2 separate regions of the Anas platyrhynchos genome follow, and region 1 is linked to region 2. Evidence: chromatin contacts called from public Hi-C data. All regions are on one chromosome and are shown on one strand. Each heading gives the region's core, a stretch centred on a gene start, on an enhancer-like site or on the middle of the called end of the contact. The rest is flanking DNA. Distances are from core to core; before and after follow the strand shown. Region 1 has its middle 140 kb from the start of RUNX1. Region 2 overlaps RUNX1 (RUNX family transcription factor 1).

Region 1 (3,663 bases), core at 333-2,832, 170 kb after region 2:
GGGCAGGCGCTCACAGGCTCTTGCATTACACCACATGTTGCTGGGTCCAAACTGCCAGCCTGAAAAATCCCAGCGGCACTTCCAAAATACTGCCGATGCCATCTGCACGGTGTCTGGCATCTGCGGGCTGGCGCCCGGGGCCAGCAGGTCCCAACCCCACCACAGTTCATCGGGGTCAGGGACAGGGGGGCTGTTGGCCGGGTGCGGGCTGTGCCAGCAGCAGGAGGGATGTGAACGGGCCAGAAGTCTGCAGCACTCGAACATCCGTCAGCATCCGAGCTGACCTCCCTGTGTTAAAAATAGGGCTGTCAGGAGAGGAGGGGATGAGCGAGCGGGAAAGGGTGAAAACGCCCTAGCTGAGGTTTGCAAAGCTGTCAGAGGGAGGTAGCCGTCCAATTCCCCTTCGGATTAGGGTTTCCAAAACTCTCAGGCACTTAAAAAAAACAACCCACTGCTATTTTTGAAAACTGCAAAGGCAGAGGTGGGAATGGATCACAGAAAGCAGAGAAACAAACTGGTGGATTATATTCAACAAGCCATTAATTCTAATTTATAGATGTTGGGCTTGGTGGTAGGGTAAATTTTCAAAGCAGTTGTACTTTCATTAGAAATTAATCCAGAAAAAAAACATATTTAATCCATAATAAAATCAATTGTAATTTAATCCTGTCTCATGGTGATAGAAGGAACAGAAAAAACTTCCTGAAGTCAGAATCAATACCCCAAACTGTAGACAGTTTTAAAGATACCAGTCTGGAAAATAAATACCTCTGTTTTGTCTCAGCTGAGTCAAAGAGATGATTCATATGAAATATATGCACTTTTTGTTAAAGAATTTTCTTGCTCTAGAAGGTTTTCTGCCCTCCTCCCCAAGCCTGATGTGCAGGAAAGCATGCCTTCAAATTGCTGGGAAACTTTGGTCTCCCATCTTCAGATTTCAGCCCCTGTCCTCATTAGAAGGCTCCTTGTTTTGTGGCACAAACAAACAAGAATGGGAGGACAGAGTGGCATGTTCCAGTGTTAGCATCAAACTGTGCTTTCTCCAGCAAGTTTTTCCTCTCATTTTTTCTGTCTCTCTTTATATTCATGCATCCAGTGCTCCCAAGGAAGACATCCAGAGATATCCAGCATGCCTGCCCTCATGGCTGAGATGTACATGCATCCCAGAGGAGAGGCGTGGGCTCAGTGCTCCTGGTCCAGCACCTGGCACCTGGGCATACCTGCTGCTTCTATTGCACCGTGCATGGAAATAACCTCAGGGACACTGCCCTTAGGGCAAACCAGCACCTTACGGAGGAGCAGAGGAGCTCAGAATTAAAGTCAAAATTTGCCCTCTGATTTTAAACAAGTTCTATATATCTGTTCTACAGATAGTATATAAATACACGTTTGGCAATAACCAGCTAGAAGGTACATCATGACCCCCAGGGGAGTGGATTAAAGCGAAGATGTCGACACCGAGACATGCTGCTAATGCAACATTTCTGAACTTGATTTTCTCGTACCATCAGGAGTGCAATATGCCAGAAACCTGATCCCTGAGGACCATTCAAGGTTGAGCTCCTAAAGAATGCCGCTCACGCTAGTCATGGCTGCAGATAGGATGGCTTGTTTACAGTCTGCAGTCACTCCCCCATTCCTCTGTCTTCTGAAGTTAAAAAAGAGCACTGCCAGTAATAATTTGTTTTGCTTTTCCCATAATTTTGCTCCCTAAACTTAAATACAGCATTCCAAAATGAACCAAAATATCACTGAAAACCTCTGCTCTTATCTCTTCACTGTCTGGCTTTGTGCAATGTTCTCCATGACAACCAGCAGCAGCAAGTTGCACAACCCAATCCTGCTACAATGGCAGGGTATGTAAGCACCAACATAAATACAGAGAAACACAAGTAATTTTTCCTGCGAAAAGTGACTTCCTAAGCAAAGACGCCACTTAAAACTTTCTTTCAGACTTCATTAACTTCCTACTGAATAGGTATTCTGGAAATGTCCCACAATAAATAAATAAATAAATAAATAAAATATTTGTCTGTCTGTCTATCTACATATAGATATAGGCTATTAATAAAGAACCACCTTCTACCTGAACAGGGAATATTTTTTTATTTTTATTTTTTTTTCTGCAGCTTCGTACATCACAATTTCTGTTAAGTTGCCATGTACAATATGTATCTTCTTGAACGTGTCTCTCAGCAGTGATCTTTCTTGTCACCTTGAGATAAAACAGAAATAGTCTCAAAAATAACCTCAGAGTAACATTTTTGGTTCAGGTTTTGGTTTTGGTTTCAGTTTGGTTTGTGAGAATGTAGTACTCCAGACAGCTGTAAAAACACAAGTGGTTTCTTCTAACACAGACTGACCAGTTTGACACTCTGCTTACTCCTGGAACCATTCCTTCTGATGCCATCAGCAGTCCCTGGTGACAGAAGGTGACATCACGAACTACAGTGTGATATCACTGAAGAAAGGGCTTTTTAGCTATCCTGTTAAGAGAAGAAAAAAAGTGAAGTTGACACCTTTGGCAGGTTCTGCCTTGGACTGTGAGAGGAGTGTCTGCTGGTGACCATCCCACAATGGTCCCCTTCTGCCCCCCAGCTGCACCTCTGCCTTCTGCCTCTGCTGCTTCCCCAGCTTTTGAGATGCTTAGGTAACCTTAATGGCAGAGGATCACATTGCTGGCAGCACGACTGAGCAACCACACCGTGCCCTGCAGAGGATGCCAGCCATGCACGGGACAGACAGCTAGAGTAACGTCTCAAGGATCAGCTGACAGCATCATTAGTCAGAGTCTGTTGGACCTTGCATGACTGCATGATAGGAGTCACTTCAGATGATTTGGGCAGGTCAGGGTATGTGTTTTGTGACTCTGCTGTGCCATTGCAAATTCCCGTACATGTTTCTTTTTGCCCCCAGGGCACTCCTCAGTGTAGGTTGCCATTAAAGGGGGAATTTACCCTGGTGCATAAAGGCATGATGAGCCTTACAAGTGACTTGCATCCCTTTCAAGCCTCCAGACTGATCTGAAAATTTGACCATTTACACGTTCGTTATTTCATCTCTGATCCCCCATACCTTGTTCCCCCAAGCAAAAGCAGAAGTGTAGTAGAAGGATTCACTGCTTTGAGTTTAAAAACTGCTTCACTCTACATGCTGATTAAACATGAACAACATTATAAGAAAATTCTATTTTTATTCGTTTAAGCTCTTTTTTTTTTTTTTTTTCCCACGGAAATATGCATTTCCAACCATGAGGCACAGACCGTTCATATTTTTCTATAAGGAAGTACCCAAGAATTTTGCTGTGGATGTTGTCCTTGCCTACCAGAGGATACTCAATTAGGAAACTAAAAGAACAGATAAATTCAGTGTGTTTTTTTTTTTTTATATATACTTCAAGGTATTTGATAGTGTGAAAAAAAAATCATTTATTTCAAAAGAAGCCAATCTAAGACTATTCTGTGAGCATTGACCATTGTTTCAACAGGAGCAAGTCATGGTCCAGCTCCTCGAAAAGAGCATGTGTGTTGCGGGGGGGTGACGTGGGCCCTAGACACTGCTGTAATCTGTGAAGATGCCTGTAACAACCAATACTTTCCCTAATGAGACCTCAGAATGTCTTGATGATCTTCTCTAATTGCTCTGTATAATTGGAAGATGCTG
Region 2 (4,087 bases), core at 487-2,986:
TTCCTCAAATGGCTACTGCAATAATCTCAATGAGGACATCTAAAGAAATGTGAGTTTGAGCTATATGTCTTCCTATTATAATGTCAAAATGAAAAGAATGGCCACCAGTCAACTATGGGAACTGTTTAAAAAATTGTGTGGTGAAAATACAGAGTTTCCAGAGTGGTGTGGTTATTGCTGCAGTCCACCACAGGTAATTACATAGATATTCCTAACTGACTAGGCATTTTTACAGTACATTGATCAATTGATAGTAAATCCATTCCTTCTTTCTAGGGTTTCCTAAAAGTAGCATATTGAAAGTGGTAACACTGTGTTTATGATGATTCAGGTAAAATTACTTTTTGATTTGTTGTTTATATACTTCATTGCTAGAAATGCTGACATCTTATAGATAGTTTTAAACTTCCTTTGATCTAAAAAAAAAATCTTACCATTTCCATCATGCAATAAAACTTTTGTTCTGCAACATTTCAATAATAGGAAGTGCAGAGAAATGGTTTTCTAACTGTGCGAATGAGCCTACTGCACTAAGCTGACATTACTAAGTTGATCTTCCTATTTTTGTTGCTGTTTGCACAACTCTGGATGGGGAGCTTTTGCTAGAGTTTCAAGCGGAGGTGCCAAACCCAAAGACACAGACTGTTATGCTGGCAGATCCGGCTCTGCCCACATGGGAAGTTCTGGGGAGCTCACGTGAAATCCCTGCATCACAGAAGCTACAGACCAGTTCTGGAGGCTCGAGAATTATTTTCATGTCAGATAAGCATTTTGTGAAACACAGATGACAAAAATGCTGACAGCTCACTCATCATTTACTAGTGATGCTCCTGTGGATGGCAGCAGCTCTGTGGAAGCAGAGGAATAAAGTACCCAGACAAGATGCTTTCTAGGAGTGCTGGCACTGAAAGAGACACATTTCCAGCATCACTTTCTTGTTTTTAAAAACACACTGTCCAAAGCGCAACCAAAGTTGCATACTGACAGCAATTCTGCACTTCAAAAGGCATAAATCCAAAAGATAGTTGCCAGTAATGAGGGGACAAAAGTCGAAAAGCCAAGCAGTGGACAGAGATAGCTTTCCTGGAAGAACATTGATAGGAACTGGCAAGTTTTCACTGCCTAGTTATGCTCCTTGGATCTTAGTACTCCAATTCTACCTCCTTGCTATGGCTTCTTTCTGAAGTAGTAGTGGAAGTGAGTCAATTATGGAGTGATTTAGATAATTAACTACTTTCCTAGAACTAAGGAGGAACTGTCAGCCTCTGGAATCCCATGCATTTTGCCTGCAGGGTAGAAGAGGCAGATAAGATGAGAGAGAAAGAAGGTGGACCAATCTTCAAGGGTATTGTGTCTTTGCCAAACTTTTCCTTTTTTTAAAAGCCAGGGGAAAACGCTGGTAAAAATCCTTGTGATCATCCTATTTAAATCCCATTTTGTAGCATATCACAGCTTTCGCAGCAGAAAGAACAATTACCTATATAACTTACCGAAGAGCATCATAGACTTGAATCAAATTTAGGAAAGTCAGTGGACTCTCATGACCTCTATGGGGTAGGGCAAAACTCCGAGAGCAAGATGGTAGCCCAGGGACAGCAGTGTATGGAAACTAAACAGTCAGCACTCCCAACCTACAGTCTCAGATTCCCCTGCCATGCTGTTGTAGAGCAATTTGTCTGGGTGCAAAGCTTAGGGTGGGATTCATCTCACCTAATTTTAGCTTTGTCTTGTCTAAGCCAGTCTAAACTATGCTCCCTTTATAGTCACTGGAGGTTACAAAGGCACTGCCAGAGGGTGATTCAACCTACTTATCTTAGAGACTTATCTTGTGCTGGGAACAAACCCTATATGGAGGTGCCTCTCTCCCCTCCTCTGCCCCCATGAACTAGAGAAGAGAGAACAGACTAACTTGAGCTGGATGCCTGACTTGTAGATAGTTAGGTGAGATGAGCCTCATCCCCATACATCTCGTGTTTTTTTTTTTTATAAGTGTCTCTGATCAACAGTCACCTTTCCCTGTGCATTTTTGGAACTTGCAATCTTCTGGCATGCTGATCTGGAGCACAACTTCCAGACATGCAGGACTGACCTAAATCTGAAATAGTTATTACCCTATCATACATGCAAGGGATTTTTGTTATTGTTGTTTTTGTTTGTTTGTTTCAGCAGCTGTACAAACTGATCTAACAGTGTTAGTGTAATGACTAGAGGACATTTGGTTTCTGACCTTCTTCTCCTATGGCTTAACTTCATTACAGTGATTACAGCTACCACTAAACCAATAACATAACTTCTCAACCAGTAGGCAATGTAATAAATTCCCCTAAAACTTCCAAAGCAATTGCACAAGGCTTTAGATATGAACCTTCCATTAGAGTCAATGGGAACTGCATGGCTAATGCTCCACACACTTCTTTGGAAGTGTGTGGAAATGTGTCCTAATTATTTTTCCAGTCTGCAAAAGCAGTCAGTGCACCCAAGTTTAATATTAAAAAGAGTGAAATGTCAATGGGCTGAGGTGTATCCTAGGTTATATGCACAATGCCAAAATGGCAGAGATCTATATCTAATTCAGGGAATATATACATAGATCCCATTTTAGACCTTTTGGAGCAGTGAGACAGCTGGTAGTGAAATCACTGGTACACATGCAAGTGAGTCAGAGAGGAGAAAGAGTAATGGGAGACTCCCACAAGTGGGAAACTCAGTAGATCTAGACACAACTATGCCAAACCAATTTGCAATTGCACATAGTTAAGCCATGATTTGCACTTTGATGATGAGTGAACAAGAAGGGAAAAAGCTGCCTGTAAGAAATGACTCATCCGTTTCTTTTTCTTGAAAAAAAGAAGAAAAAAAACACCCTTGTGAAAAAGTGCTGCTGCATGACATCACCAACACTAGGAATATACATGAAAACTTTTCTTGTAAGTGACAGGGTCACAGATCTGCCATTATCTGCACCCAAAGCCTTACAGCCAACTCAGGGGGGAACTGGTGGATGCTGAACTTCAGGCACATCCTATTTATGGTACATGGAGGGTTGGACATGGAAATAATGGAGGGCCTAATTGCCTAATTTGGTATGTTGACATACCTGAGAAAAAAATCCAACCTTCCTTTTTTTTTCCTTTTTTTTTTTTTTTACATGTATGGAAAGAATCTAAGATGTTCAGGAAATCCTTCTCAGCTTTGCTTTGGACAATGTTTCTGTCCTAAATAGTCTTAGAGCCTTGGAAAAGTACAGAGGCAAAAGCTTATATTCCTCTTGAAAGCACGAGCAGCATTTCAGAGAGTAACTATAAAGCCAGGAGTGTGTGTCCCACACAGAAACAGAGGAACTGAGAAGTTCATCCTGAAATACCTTAAGTGGCTGCACTTACTTAAACATGCATTCAGGGACTGACTCATAAATACAACTGCAAATCCAAAAAATCATTGGGACAGTTTCCTGAAGGCCTTTGCGAACTTGGGTTTTAGATGCCAGCTAGCTCATCTGGGTCATCGCATGCTGCTGCCACTCCTTGTTTTGGGGTTTTCTGAACTGGGGGTTTCTGCCATGTACACATGCTATGGTCAGGCAGCCATTAGGGACACCTGGAGAAACTTCCACTTTTGGGCAGGAGCCAGTGTGGCCTGATATGGGATAGGAGCATCTCACGGGGCACCTCACGACCTGCTGGTGGCAGCTTCTCCCCAAGTCCAGGGGCTGCCAGTACCCTTTCCTTGTGCTGCACACCAGAGGGCAGGAGGCCACCACGCATGGCCCCAGGGCTGGAGCTGCTGCACCACCTCCTTCACCCATGAGCTAGCTCTTAATAAACAGACTTGTGACTGGTTAAGGCCACAAGGGTGACACAGGTCTCCAGTCCTGTCCTCATCTACCGCAGCCACCACAGGACTTCCTGGAGGCTGATACCAATTTCAGGCCTTTTTTCCCCAAACCTTCCCATTTCAAGTGAAAGCTGCAAAAGGTCCATTCCCAAGTCCCTTAGTTAAGCTAGGTATATGGCACCAGGCAAGGCCAGGCATACATGTATGCCCAAGCCTGTGAGAAAGATGCCAGCAGCATGACCATTTTCCACAC

Evidence for each region. Hi-C and Micro-C count contacts between places; a contact is called where the count stands out from the background.
Region 1: a Hi-C map of small yellow follicle shows a contact between it and region 2, with 2.6 times the contacts expected there. The contact joins two enhancer-like sites. A contact is called at or near these places in 2 of 8 Hi-C or Micro-C datasets (small yellow follicle and subcutaneous adipose tissue).

Annotation. Positions count from the first base shown.
Region 1 is chr1:111,773,124-111,776,786 of IASCAAS_PekinDuck_T2T, forward strand. No RefSeq gene overlaps it. Among named protein-coding and RNA genes, the nearest start is that of RUNX1, 140 kb to the left of the region's middle. Within about 2 kb of position 1,583, at least 6 of the 8 cell types and tissues checked have an H3K27ac peak or open chromatin away from gene starts, as enhancers often do. A contact at or near this core is called in small yellow follicle, where this site is marked.
Region 2 is chr1:111,598,200-111,602,286 of IASCAAS_PekinDuck_T2T, forward strand. All of the region lies in intron 2 of RUNX1 (RUNX family transcription factor 1), which reads right to left. Among named protein-coding and RNA genes, the nearest start is that of RUNX1, 32 kb to the right of the region's middle. Within about 2 kb of position 1,737, at least 4 of the 8 cell types and tissues checked have an H3K27ac peak or open chromatin away from gene starts, as enhancers often do. A contact at or near this core is called in small yellow follicle, where this site is marked.